Linked DNA regions of Sus scrofa: region 2 is linked to region 1. Evidence: chromatin contacts called from public Hi-C data. All regions are on one chromosome and are shown on one strand. Each heading gives the region's core, a stretch centred on a gene start, on an enhancer-like site or on the middle of the called end of the contact. The rest is flanking DNA. Distances are from core to core; before and after follow the strand shown. Region 1 holds the start of IFITM3 (interferon induced transmembrane protein 3). Region 2 overlaps LOC102166195 (a long non-coding RNA gene).

What was found. Hi-C and Micro-C count contacts between places; a contact is called where the count stands out from the background.
Region 2: a contact with region 1 is called in a Hi-C map of retroperitoneal adipose tissue, with 2.2 times the contacts expected there. The contact joins the enhancer-like site here to the promoter of IFITM3 in region 1. A contact is called at or near these places in 1 of 5 promoter capture datasets (liver), 11 of 47 Hi-C or Micro-C datasets (blood, epiblast stem cells, heart right ventricle and 6 more) and 2 of 2 datasets of contacts at active chromatin or transcription factors (alveolar macrophages and skeletal muscle).

The regions. Positions count from the first base shown.
Region 1 is chr2:125,362-132,151 of Sscrofa11.1, reverse strand. IFITM3 (interferon induced transmembrane protein 3) reads left to right here and starts at 2,416. Exons shown (of 2, transcript NM_001201382.1): 1 at 2,416-2,661; 2 at 3,303-3,494. The coding sequence starts at 2,416. The coding sequence ends at 3,494. It overlaps IFITM1 (interferon-induced transmembrane protein 1), which reads right to left. Exons shown (of 2, transcript XM_003124230.2): 2 at 6,657-6,790. The coding sequence ends at 6,789.
Region 2 is chr2:176,788-183,577 of Sscrofa11.1, reverse strand. It overlaps LOC102166195 (a long non-coding RNA gene), which reads left to right. Exons shown (of 4, transcript XR_002341370.1): 2 at 3,922-4,133. LOC110259204 (a long non-coding RNA gene) reads right to left here. Exons shown (of 4, transcript XR_002341372.1): 4 at 4,492-6,790. It overlaps LOC110259205 (a long non-coding RNA gene), which reads left to right. Exons shown (of 3, transcript XR_002341373.1): 3 at 194-238. Among named protein-coding and RNA genes, the nearest start is that of B4GALNT4, 13 kb to the left of the region's middle. Within about 2 kb of position 4,132, at least 54 of the 83 cell types and tissues checked have an H3K27ac peak or open chromatin away from gene starts, as enhancers often do. A contact at or near this core is called in epiblast stem cells, liver, mesenteric adipose tissue and 4 more, where this site is marked.

The DNA.
Region 1 (6,790 bases), core at 1,167-3,666:
AGAAAAGCCATCAGAGCAAGGCAGGCTTGCTTGACTAGTGGAAGTGAATCGCCTCAGGAAGTGACTTGCCCAAGGTCCTTGGGTGGGGGGTGGACCGAGGCCTGCACTGGGATTCAGACCCAGGGCAGGAGTTTGAGGACTGATTTGAATACACACCTTACCAGATACCTAGGAGGAGCCACCCCTACCCCCAGGAAGAACGAGGCGGTCTTTTCACCCCCCCCAAGATAAAACTAGCCCTCGGGCAGAGTCTCCTTGCCTGCCCACTTGCATCTCTCAAGAGCGTCCTATCCTAATAAATCTGTTTCTTGCCCATCGCTTTGTCTCTCGCAGAATTCCTTCTGTGAAGAGGCACAAAGGACCGGAACCTCAGCAAGTCCAGACATCGGGTGAGTGATTCTAACTCAGAACGTGGGTGCGAGTCCCAGTCTGGGTTCTGGCTGGGTTCAGGCCCTTAGTGCTGTTGGTTTCAGACCCAGCAGCAGTGCCTTCGAGGATGGACTTTCCAGGGGCCAACGGGCAGGTGGTCCTGACCCGTATCACCCACCACAGCTTCCCAAGGCCCGGCCCTCTGCTCACTCCTGGGGCCAGTTGATGGCGCAGGACAGGTTCCCAGCCCGCTTCTCCAGGGGTCAGCTCAGGGGGAGGGGCGGGGTTGGACACAGAGAGGCAGGGGGAGCTTAGCACCTGGGCCGGCGGTGGGGTACCCACGGGCAGAGCTGCAGGCAGGGTGCGGGCCATCCTCTCTGCGGGGCGAAGGGGATGCTGACAAAGGCCTCGGCTGCTCACCAGGAGCCTGCAGGGGAAGCGAGGCAGGGATGGAGGCGGGGCTGGCATGAAGGGTGAAACCCAGGAACCGGCCGGTCTCACTTCCTGGAATTTTGTGAGTTGATTCTAAGCACAGCCATCATTAAAATTAAATCCCACAGACCATCACTCGCGTAAATTACATAAGAGAAAAGTCGTCATTACTCAAGACACGTCGCCCATCCAACCACAGCCCGCGATAGGGGAGGCCGGGCCGCTGAGACGGGCCTGCTGCGGTGTGATGGGAAGCGGGACTGGTCAGCCCAAGTGATGGTTTTAAGCCGTGCCCACCTGCCACATCAGCAAACAGAAGATGCTGCAGCCGTCCCTGAGGGATGCAGGCTGGGGCAGAGCAGGACACTGGCCCCAGAGAGCCGAGGTGCACCGCATAGGAAGGACTTCAGCGAGCCCAGGCTCTAGCACCCTCCCCTGCACCAGATTCAGAAAAGTGCCAGATTCAGGACCCTGCGGTGTCTGGTCTTCTTTAATTAACAGTCATCTTGGAGGTTTCGACTCCCTGGTTTTTCCTGCAAAGCTCCTACATGTCCCTGGAGTTCCCGTCGTGGTGCAGTGGTTAACGAATCCAACTAGGAACCGTGAGGTTGCAGGTTCGATCCCTGGCCTTGCTCAGTGGGTTAAGGATCTGGCGTTGCCCTGAGCTGTGGTGCAGGGCACAGACGTGGATCCAGCGTTGCTGTGGCTCTGGCATAGGCCCGGCAGCTACAGCTCTGATTGGACCCCTAGCCTGGGAATCTCCATATGCCGCAGGAGCAGCCCTAGAAAAGGCAAAAAGCAAAAAGCGAAAAAAAAAAAAAAAAGGCTCCTGCATGTCCCCAACCCCTTGGACCAGCCCCTCAGAGCCACCTGAGAGGCTGCATCCTTGGCTTGAGGGGCTCAGAAATTCTGCCAAAGAAACATAATCCTCAACCTTTAGTTTGTGCCTTTGTCTTCAGTCACCAGCTGGTACTTTTAGGAAATTGAACACTTGGGAGCGAAGCTCTGAAGCCCAGTAGAAGGACCCTTTCGAAAGGCCCTGCCAGGTGTCAGGGAAGCCTCCGGTCCTGAGGGTCCCTCCTGCACCAGGACGGAGGGGCAACCTCTTCTCTAGACTCCCTCACGGGTGGAGAAGGCAAGGGCTGAACTCGGGGTGAAACCTCAGCCTTATCTGGGTGCCTTTCCTGGTCTCCTCCCCCCAGTGCTCCCCAACATCTCGTCTCTCCCTGCAGGCGGCGAGAAAGCTGGCTTCAGCCTTTGCAGGGAGTTACTCGGGGTGTCTGGGTCTCGCCCACGTGTGCAGAGGTACCCACAGCGTCAGCTTGGATCTGTTTTCCTCCCCTTCATCTCGGCCGAGACCCTGGAAGGCCAAAGGAAACCCTTCTGCCCCTTGTCGCTCTGGGGCAGGAAGCTCCCACTGGGCCCTCAGCCTTCCACCCACCCACCCACCCCGGTGTAACCTGACACTCCCCGGATCGCCCCGCCTCCTCCTCCCAGCCCGTTGGCAGTTCCCCCAAAAGCCAGGAAAAGGAAACTGTAGAGAAATCGAAACTACTGGGGAAACAGAGCACCCCTGCACATCCCCTCTCCAGACCACAGCTTCTCCTGGGCACCATGAACTGCGCTTCCCAGCCCTTCTTCACTGGTGCCCATGGAGGACCCCCAACATATGAGATGCTCAAGGAGGAGCACGAGGTGGCCGTGCTGGGGGCTCCCCAGACCTCAGCCCCCGTGGCCACCACGGTGATCAACATCCGAAGCGAGACCTCCGTGCCCGACCACGTCGTCTGGTCCCTGTTCAACACCCTCTTCATGAACTGGTGCTGCCTGGGCTTCGTGGCTTTCGCCTACTCCGTGAAGGTGGGTGGGCGTCAGTGGAGGAGGGACGTGGTGGAGGGGGGACTCCAAGAAGGTGTGTGTGAGCCTGGAGAGGCCCCCTGCCCAGATGTGCCATGAGGTGTGTGGGGAGCTGATGCGTGTGTCCTTCCGTGTGTGTGTGTGTGTGTGTGTGTGTGTGTGTGTGTGTGTGTGTGTGTGTGGCTTGGGGCTCCTTCCCAGTGAGAGTTTGGGGCGAGGCTGCGTGGGTGCCCCTGGGGATGGCGGGCTCAGGGGTGGGGTGGGGGGCTGTGTCTCCACCCTCCCGAGACCTGCCCCTGCCCGGCCCAATTAGAGCAGTTAAACCCTTCCTTCACCCTTGGGACTCAGACCCAGAAAAGAGAAAAGGTCCTTTAAGGGCGCTGAGCCAGCAACGGGGCCAGAGCAGAGGGGGGAGGAGGAGGCCTGGGGCTTCCTGGAGAGGCTGGGAGGCTGTGAGGAGGGAGACCCAGGCCCCAGGAGGGGAGGGAGGGGCCCGGCAGGCCCTGTCCTGCTCAGGCTCCAGGGGACGGGCCAGGGCTGGGTCCCCATCTGGGGGAATGGGCCCTGGGGGGCCCCCCGGAGGACAGCGCCTGGTTGTGGCCTGCACCTGCTCCAGGTCCCCCTCACCATGTCTTCTCCTCCAGGCGAGGGACCGGAAGATGGTGGGAGACATCATTGGGGCCCAGAGCTATGCCTCCACCGCCAAGTGCCTGAACATCTGGGCTCTGGTCCTGGGCCTCCTTCTGATCATTGCGTTCATCATCGTTTGCACCACTGGCTCTCTGGTAATTTTCCAAGCAGTTCTGCAGCTCATAAAGGATTACAGAGGCTACTAGCATCTGCCTGCGGCCTGAGGCAGCCCCTCCTTTCACAGCAGCACATACACATGTGTGTCTACAGTTTAATAAAAGAAAGCCTTTCCTGGCCCCGAGTGTGCTGTGTTTCCACCTGGGGAGGGGCCCCAGCCTGGCCCTGAGAATGAGCCCACCCCGCCTGTCCCATTGGCTCTGCTGCTCTGAGTCCGGCTGGGCAAGTCCTCAGGCCTGGCCTGTTTTGGGCCCTTCACCTGGGGCAGCAACTGGACGAGGGTTGGGGGGCAGGGGTTCCTCTGGAGAAGGACCGTGCTGGGTACAGAACCCACTTGGCCCTGTCGATAAAAAAGCAAAAAACGAAAACAGAACACAACAAAATAAAAAACCCTGGAGTTTCTGCTGTGCCGCACGGGGACCGGCAGCATCTCTGACATGCTGGGACGCAGCTTCGCTCCTCAGCCCGCACAGCGGGTTAAGGATCCGGCATTGAACGCCATACACCACGGGGCAACCAAAGGAAAACAAAGCCCCCAAAACCAACAACAGAAACGTGTGATTAAGAAAAGTGTTTATTTGGAGATTTAGGACTTGCAACCAGGGAGGCACAGATTCAAGTAGCAAGAGTCCCACGTGCTCTGAGGAAAGCAGAGAGGCAGGGCTGGGGAACACCCACCACCAAGACCTTCCAGAGAAGTTACAGGCTCGCCTTACAGACGGGGGCTGGTGCCAGCAGAGGGTCAGTCACTAGGCATCCGCAGCTGATCGGTTGCCAGACCCGGGTTTCCAGGGAGGGAAGAAACCGAGTTCCAGGCGGTCCCAGGATGGCCAGGGTGTGAGTCAGTTCATATCCCCGGGGCTTCCTGGCCCCATTTCAGCCCCTCCGGCGCGTCTGAAGGGGCTGAAATGGGTGGACCTCCGTGTGTGCAGAGTCCTCGTGGGCTCCGGCTCGGGACGCCTGCAGGGGACCTGACTCGCGGCTGGGGGAGGGGGCGGGGTCCGCCGTCCACCTCTGGAGACACAGCCCCAGTGGCCCCCGCTCTTCAGGGGGAGGAGAGCCCCTGCCCTGCCCTGCCCTGGAAATCAGCCCCTGTCCCTGATCCCGCCGGTTCTGCCCGGCGTCCAGATGTGCGGGCCCTTGGGGTGCCCCGGGGCAGACGCTGCCCACAGCCAGCTGGGCAGCTGCGGGGTGAGCCGGGGGGGGGGGCACGGCCTCACTGTCCCTCCCCTGACACCGATGCCAGGCGTGGACCCCCTGTGGACGAAAATGCTGCTGCCATAGCGGGAAGCTAAGGATGCGGCAGCCAGCAAGCCACCGAAGCCTCTCCCCCCCGCCCCGCCGCCCCCCAGGGACCAGGATGGGAAGGAGGGACCTGGTGCAGGAAGCTGAGGTGCACACACACCGAAGGGCCGATCTCGAGGGGCCCGGACTCTCGCATCTTCCCATACCTAGAAAAGCGCTAAATTCCCTAACTTGAGGTGTCTGCTTTTCTTTAATTATGAGTAATGTTTGGGGAAAAAAATAAAATAAAAAAGAGTGATCTTTTGATGTTGAGACTGCCTGGTCTTTGTTAGAAACGTCTGCATGTCCTCAGTGGTCCGTCTCCCAGGCTTAAGTCCTCAGAAAATTCCCGAATAACACACAATTCTCAGCTTTTAGGTTACGCAATTTCTCGGGTCGACACGCCCCAGCCCTCACGCAGGCCCCTTCGTGTGTCCCCGGGAGCCGCGGTCTCCTCCCTCCGGGGCACGGCTGGGGGGTTGGGGTCCCAGGGTGGGCTTTGATGCCTGTGAGCCGAGGGGGGGCGGCCCCAGGAAGGAGGGTCCTGGGGGAGGGGAGGCTGGCCGACCCACCCCCCTGGGTTGGGGAGGAGGGACCCAAGGTGGGGCGGGGCCAGGAGCCAGCAGAGCCCCGGAGTCGGGCAGGGGGCGCTGCCCAGACACTCAGACCCCTGCTGGGGGTGCTGGGGCGGCTGGAGGCTTCCCTGAGCAGCAGCGCCCAGGAAGGGAGCCAGGGGTGCGGCCAGAGCAGCGTCTGCCCTCCACGCGGGAGCACCCCTGTCCTGCTCTGCCCTGGTCCCCCTCAGGGCCACCCCGGGGCAGGGCATCTTCAGGAGGCCCCACAAGCCACTTCCTCCCGGGCTCACTCCAGGCAAAGCAGAGACAGAGTGCTCTCTCCCGAGTGCTAAGAGGAAAGAGCGCCAGATTTGCCTCCCCCTGCCCACCGCCCCGTTCCCCCCTCCCCCGTCCCCCCTCCCGCGTTCCCCCCCGCCCCCCGCCCCGGTCCTGGCTGTCAGACCTCCCAGCTCTGCCTGCTCCCAGGTGGGCTTCCTCCCAGCGGTGACCCCCAGCTCTGTGACCCCTGCTCTGCCCCTCCCTGCCTGGCCAACGCTCTCAGCCCTGCCCAGGAAACACCCTGCAACACAGCAGGCCCACCTCGGTGATACGGGACACGGTGGCTGCCCCGTGGGAACCGCCCTTTATGACCTCTGCTCACAGCTGCCTGTGGCACCCCGAGGCGGGCCTTCCTGGACCCCAGGGGTGGTTCCACCAGCCCTCCTCCAGGACCCACCTTCCCGGGGAACTAGCCTCCCCAGCTCACAGGGGGCAGCCACAGAGGGCCAAGGAGAACCCCAACCCTCGAGGCCTCGGAGGTAGGGCACCGTGGGGGTGGGGCACCCATCCCGCCCGGCGCCAGGACTGAACCCAGCCTCAAGAGCTGCTGGCTTCGGGGAGAGCCAGACAGGAGTGAGGGAGCGAGGCGAGCCCGGGGGAGAAGGGGCTTGACCCCAGCCTGTGGCTGCCTGGACCCCTCCAGCCTCTCCAGGGTGGCCCCCAGCACACCCGTGGTCCTGGGTCCCCACACCCACGCCCTCCAGCGCCTCAGAGACAGGAGTGCCCGCCTGGGACAAGTCTCCCGGCACTGGGCTGAGAGGGCGCCTGCTTCCCGTGTGCGGCCCAGGCTCTGGCAAAGGCTCGCACCCCAAGGCCCAGGGTCCCCGCTGTCTGGGAGACCCTTCCACCCAGCAGGACCAGCCTGGTTCCGTGGGAGGAAGGGATCTGTCCTCCGAGGGGTTTGTCCAAGGGGGCCGAGGCACGAGCGCCCTGGGCGGAGGGCTCTGTGCCCCCCTGAGGCCACTGGGAACTCTCAGCAGGGCCCCTCCGCGGGAAACAGCACAGCACAGCAGCTTCACAGGCAAGAGCACTTTATTGAACCCAGTTGTGGACAGGTAGGTCTCTAGCACCTGCTGTAGGAAGGGGGTGGGGTGGGGCAGGGCCAGTGTGGATGGTGGGGGACTTGGGCTGGGCCGTGGATGGCTGCT
Region 2 (6,790 bases), core at 2,883-5,382, 50 kb before region 1:
AAGTCATCTGGTTTCTCGCAGTTAAGTATGATGTTAGTGGTGTACTTTTTTGGTAAATATTGTTGATCACATTGAGGAATTTCCCCTCTGTTCCCAGCTTGTTGAGAATTTTAGTTATGAATGGGTATTTAGTTTTGCCAATGCTTTTTCTACAATTGATAAGGTGATATTATGTTTCTTTCTTGGCCTGTAGATGTGATGGATTACATTTATTGATTTTAAAAATATTGAATCACCCAGAATTAAACCCATCCATCTTCAGTCAACTAATCTGTGACAAGGGAGCCAAGAATATACAGTGGGGAAAAGACAGTCCCTTCAGTAAGTGGTGCTGGGAAAACAGGACAGCTACATGTAAAAGAATGAAACTGGAACACTTCCTAACACCGTACACAAAGATAAACTCAAAATGGATTAAAAACCTAAATATATGACTGGATACTGTAAAACTCTTAGAGAAAAACATAGCCCAAACATGCTCCGACATAAACCACAGCAGTAGCTTCTCAGATCCACATCCTAGAGTAATGACAATAAAAACAAAAATAAACAAATGGGACTTAATTAAACTTAAAATTTTCTGCACAGCAAAGGAAACCACAAAACAAAAGGACAATCCACAGAATGGGAGAAAATATTTGCAAATGAAGCAACTGCCAAGGGATTAATCTCCAAAATTTATAAACACCTCCTGCAGCTCAATACCAAAAAAACAAACAACCCCATCAAAAAATGGGCAGAAGGTCTAAACAGGCAATTATCCAAAGAAGACATACAGATGGCCAAAAAACACGTGAAAAGATGTTCAACATCACTCATTATTAGAGAAACACACGTCAAAACCACTCCGAGGTACCACTGGCCAGAAAGGCCATCATCAAAAAGTCTACAAACAATAAATGCTGGAGAGGGTGTGGAGAAAATGGAGTCCTATGACACTTGGTGGGAATGTAAATTGGTGCAGCCACTGTGGAAAACAGTATGGACTGAAAACAGAATGACCATTTGATCCAGGAACCCCACTCCTGGGCATCTCTGGACTTTCTAAGTCAACCACGACTCACAAAGACACACGTACCACCATGTTCATTGCAGCGCTATGTGCAACAGCCAAGACATGGAAGCAACCTAAATGTCCGTTGACAGAGGAGTGGATCAAGAAGAGGTGGTCCATATACACAATGGAATATTACTCAGCCATTAAAAGGAAAGAAATAATGGCATTTGCAGCAACATGGAGGGACCTAGAAATTATCATGCTAAGTGAAGTTAGTCAGACAGTGAGACACCAGCATCATATGTTATCACTTATATGTGGAATCTAAAAAAAGGACACAGTGGACTTCTTTGTAGAACAGATACTCCTGACTCACAGAGTTGGAAAAACATATGGTTTCCAGAGGAGACAGGTTGGGGGGTAGGGGATGGGCCGGGGTTTGGGATGGACATGCTGTAAAATTGGGTTGTGATGATCACTGGACACCTGTAAATGGAATAAAATCCACTGAGTAATAAAAAATAAAAATATTGAGTCGGCCTTTCATACCTGGAATAAATTCCACTTAGTAGTAAGTAACTATTTTGCGTGCATAATTAATTGTTGGATTTAATTTGCTAATATTTTGTTGGGAATTTTTGCATTTATAGTGAGAGATGTCGGTCTGTGGTTTTCTCTTCTTCTTGTATCTTTGTCTGTTTTTGGTTTTATTAGGTTAATTTTGGCCTCAAAATGAGGAAGCGTGCTCTTTGTTTCTATTTTCCAGAAAAGAGTGCAGATAATTGGTGTCATTTCCTCCTTAAGTGTTTGGTACAATTCACCAGTGGAACAATCTGGGCCTGAGGCTTTCTTGTTTGGAAGAGTATTAATTACTGATTCAGTTTTTACTAGAAATAGAGCTATTTGTGTGAGTTTTCATAGTCTGTGTCTTTCAAGGAATTTGTCCATGCCATCAAAGTTGTCACATCTGTGGGCACAGGGTTCACAGTGTCCCGTCATGACCCTTAATGTCTGTGGAAACTGCAGTCTTGGGTTAGGCTGGGTGCAGCAACTCAGGCTGCAGATGCTTGGTGATATTGCTCCCATGGCTTAAGCAAACCCATGTGCCAGTGATCCAGACCAAATTCAACCCGGGTTTCCTGTTCAGACGTGGGGAGGGGGGGCCTCAGATGCTTTTCCATGGGGAATGGGGCTGCCTTCTAGCCATCGTCAACTCTATTGCTTCCTAACCTCTATCTCCAGCTATGTCCTCTCATCAGACCCCCAGGTTGTGTCCTGTCTCCTGTCTCCTCTCTCCATGCCCAGGGACAATAGTTCGAACCCCATCTACCAGGTGGGTGAGACAGCCCTGCCCAAGGTCGGCACCTGTGTGGGTCCCGATGGACAGCAGATGGCTTGGGCTTGTGTTGGCTGAGGGGGGAGGATCGCCTCCTGCTGTGTTTGGGTTGATGCCACCGGCAGGCCCTCAGAAAAGAAGCTAAGGGTCATCTGAGATGTGGCCTGCACCACTCTGGGACTCCTGAAGACCTGAGCCAGCATCCTGGGAGCAAGGCGGAGGCCAGTTCTGTGGGTCACCTTACCCTGCGGGTGGACAAATGGGACATGCATGGGACACAGTGAGCAGGTGGCCCAGCCCGCCAGCACCTCTGACCTGTGCCAATTTGAGTTTGGCTGAGGGTAGGATTGTTGAGGGAGGCTGGTGGCTGCAGGCCCCATGCGTCCCATGTGTCCTTGCTGAATGGCCAGATTGTGGGGTCCACTGTCTGAGGCTGAGTAGTTTCTGTAGCCATCGCTGACACCCCCAGCCAAGTCAAGGGGACCCAGAAGGACCACCACTGACTGCCTCCTCCTGGAGCAGGGACTTGGTGGATTTTCTGCTTGCCCCACAGCCCTGGGTCCCTCAGCGGTGACATGACCCACTGCATGCCGCCCATCACACCACCCCTGGGACACGGGGCAGGATCTGGTGCTGCCGTGTGAGGCCGTATGCCATGACCCCACTTCTCGCTGTCTCCCATCGGCACCTGTTGAGTGGAGAGAGGCTTATTCCTGGCATCCTCTGTGAGGCTGCAGTTCTGCCTGGGTCATGGGCAGCTCAGCCCCTGCATGCACCACTCATCCAGGACCCGACCAGCATCATGCAGGCCTTGCCACTGCCCTGTGGCTGCTCTGAGTCCCCGCCCCCACCCAGATCTGGCCTCTGACCACTTCCTCTCTGGATTCCCTTTTCTGGAGGGATACACTGCCTTTCTGTGCCCCAGGGCCTTTGTATGGCTGTCTCCTCTAGCCAGAATGTTCCCCGCAGCTCCTCCCTTAGAGGCTTTCATCCCTGGCTCTCACTAGCCGCACTTTCTTAGAGATCCCTCACTTCCTCCCATGTCATCACAAGGTGTGAGTCGCAGGGCTTCGTGTTCCTCCTGGCGCTTACCAAATCCCGAACGTAACCTCCTACTACTTATTTGTTGCTCTTTTTAGGGCCGCACCTGCAGCATGTGGAGGGTCCCGGGCTAGGGGTGGAATCGGAGCTGCAGCTGGGGGCCTGCCCCACAGCCACAGCAGTGCGATCCCAGTGGGATCTGTGACCATGCCGCAGCTCGTGGCGATGCCGGATCCTTAACTTGTGAGCCGTGGTAGCAACTCCATATCCTCCTTTCTTGTTTTAAACTTTAAAAATTGCGGTGTGGTTGATGTTTCCTGCTTGCTTATTTGTTTGTATTTTTGTCTTTTCCCTACTGCGCTTTAAGCTCCTTGAGGGCAGGGCTGGTCCTTCCTCCCAGCATGTCCCGAACTCCTTGTGAGGGCAGGGTGTCCTGCCCAGCTGGGGGACTCCCTGGAGGAGCTGGGCAGTCTCTTCCTGCAGACGCTGGTCCTGACCCCACAGCAGCAGGGCTTGTCCAGCCACCATTCCTTCCACATCTCTGCAGGTCCCTCTCCATCAGCGCTGGGTCAACAGCCCCAGGCTAAGACAAGAACCCCTACTTGGGTCCAGCAACCCTTCCCTGTCCCTGCAGCCGCGTTTTGTCCTGGAGGCCACCAGGTGGCGTCGCAGGCCCACGCGTGATCGGCGAGGACTGCGGAGGCGCCCCGGCTCCTGTCTCCAGGAGGCGGTGGGGCGGGGGTCGGAGCCTTTCGGGAGGTAAGGGTTTGCATCTGGCGAGCTGCTGAGGGGGGCCTGAGTCATCCAAGCGGCTCAGGTGGTGTCCTGTGAGGGGGCGGCAAATTCCTGGGGCTGGGAGTGCAGGGACCTGGGGGGGGGGCTGGGGGAACGCGGGGACCGGGAGCACAGGCACCGGGGTGGGGGGCTGGAGGACGCGCGGCGACGGGGAGCGCAGGGACGGGGAGCACAGGGACCAGGGTGGGGGGCGCGGGGACTGAGGACGGGGATCGGGGGCGTGGGGATGGGGAACTCAGGGACCCGGGTGGGGGCGGAGAGCACACGACCGGGCGGGGGCGCGGGAACCCAGGGCGGGGGCGCGGGAACCCAGGGCGGGGGCGTGGCTGCCGCTTCCACCCCCGCCGATTCCCCGAAGTGACGGCGCCGGCTCGCGGGAGGCGGGGGAGCGGGGAGGCCCGGAGGCCGGGAGGCCGGGAAGTGGGAGGGGCGCGGGCGCAAAGGTCTGTCGGGCCCTGAGGGCAGCAGAGCTTTGTTTGTGAGAAGAGGTGAAAGTACAGGAGACGCGAGGGTGGGTTTGTGGGCGTGCTCCCCTCTGAGACCAGCAGAGGAAGAGGGGGGGCGGCGGGGACTGGGGCATCTCCTTTGCTGAACTTGTGACGGGGAGCCCAGCTTAGAAAAGGGGCCACGGGTGGGGCCCCAACATTTCCCCTCAGATCTGAGCCTTGGGGAGCCCCTCCAACCTCCGGCTGCGAAGGCAGCTCCCTGGAGCCTGCCTGAACCTCAGAGCCGGTGAGCCTGCTGGCAGCGGTCTGGGTGCCCTGTCTCCCTAGACCACGGGCCATCTGGTGAGGAGGAGGAGGAGGAGGAGGAGAGGGGCTGCAGGCGGTAGGAGGTGGCCCTTGGGGCAAAGGTGATGTGGGCGCAGAAGCCTTCGATTCCTCTGCTCGGGTCTGCAGGCCCCTGTGGGAACACCCGAGGATGTGTTGTGGGCAGTGGGGTGTTGTTTCCCCCTGACCAGGGGCTCTGTCCTCTAAAACCGTTTTAGGTTCACTTGTCAGCCTGCACGTGGGTGAAATCTCCTGCCTTTCAGCTCCTCCCAGAAGACCCCTCCCAACCTCCAAAGAGATAAGCAGGGCCCAGCCCCCAGGCCCCGGCCTTTGCTTCCTTAACCAGTGTGGCCTGATGCCAAGGTCCCACCAGGCTGCCCCGCTGAGAAGCAGCGTCCACCAGGCTGGGCCCTGCCTCCCTCCAGGTGGCAGCCCTGTGGGGACCCTCTGCGGGGGGCTGGGGGTCTTCGCCCCCTTAACATCTTGACATGGACAAGAACAGACTGTTCTTCAGACGAACTGGGGCCCCGGTTCCCATCTCATCCTGCTTTCCACCCCACCTTACCCTCAACTGCGTCATCCAGTGCAGCGGAAACTACACTTTCCAGCGCCAAGAGGCTGTGATGCTGTGATAGCCCAAATTTGAATATAAACCCTATCCTAGGAGAAATTACGGTACAGGCATTGATTCTTCCTACAGTAATCTAAGCCTCAAAGGAACTGAACTAAAGTTCTCAAGTTCAAATCCAAAAAAAGTTCAAGTACTAGGAAAGAGAACAGTGGCAAATGTTGGGAAAGTCAGAGCTTTGTCCTGTTGCTGCTGTTTCTGATGATTTATGGGCGGGGAGGCAGCTGGGAGGTGGGATGGACTCCCTACACATGAGCCAGCCTGGGTTTGCAGGGTTTGGGCTCACGGTCTGGGAACGCTTCAACAATGAAAAAACAGTCGGTTTTGCTGTGTGTGTGTTGGGGTGGGAAGGCTTTCCCCTTCTTCCCTTCTAGGGTTTTTGGCTTGTGTAATAATTAAATTGATATAAAACAAGGTAGCAGAAGAAAAACAAATTTTGCGTGTATCGGAGCCCCCTAAAGACATGCGACCATGAGACTGGAATTGGCACTGCCTTGTGCCATGGGCCAAAAACCAAACCAAAAGAAAAACACCCATGAGACCCAAAGGGCAGCCGGTAATTGTGGCTTTTCTAACTTCCTGAGCTAAGGAGAGGGGTGGGGCCTGGGGGCACAAAAGGATGTGAAAGAAAGGCTTCTCTGTTTGCAGTAAGTCTACACCGCTTCCCCATCCAGCCTCCTGGTACGTCACACAGTGGCCACAGGGCAGGTAAAGCACTTTGCCTGAAGCTGCCCGATGTTGATGCCTTTAGCTCAAAATAAGCCTTCTGCCAAAGCCGGCAAATCCTGCTCCCCTTCCGTTTAAGGACAAAATCCTTCTCAGGGTCTTCTATCCGTGGCCCTGGAGTTGGAGGGAGAGGCAGCAGGGGCTAGGGGTCCCCTGAGCACTTTGGGTCCCTGCCTTCCTCTCCCTGCCGGAGTTTTCAGCCCTCTAGGGTTAAATCAACACACACAGGGTCGCGCTCCTTTAAAAGGGTGCAAGGATGAATATGATTCTCTTTTTTTGGCCACATCGTCAGTGGCTGGATGTGGGATCTCAGTTCCAGACAAGGGGTTGAACCTGGGCTGCGGTGGCGATAGCCCTGCATCCCAGCCATTTGGCCACCAGGGAACTCCCCGAAGAGGATTTTCCCATCACCAGAGCTGCAGGCTCACAGCTGAGGCTCTTTCCGCCTCCCAGAGGTTTTCTGGGCAAAACCCCAGGATGCTCCAGGAGCAGAGACT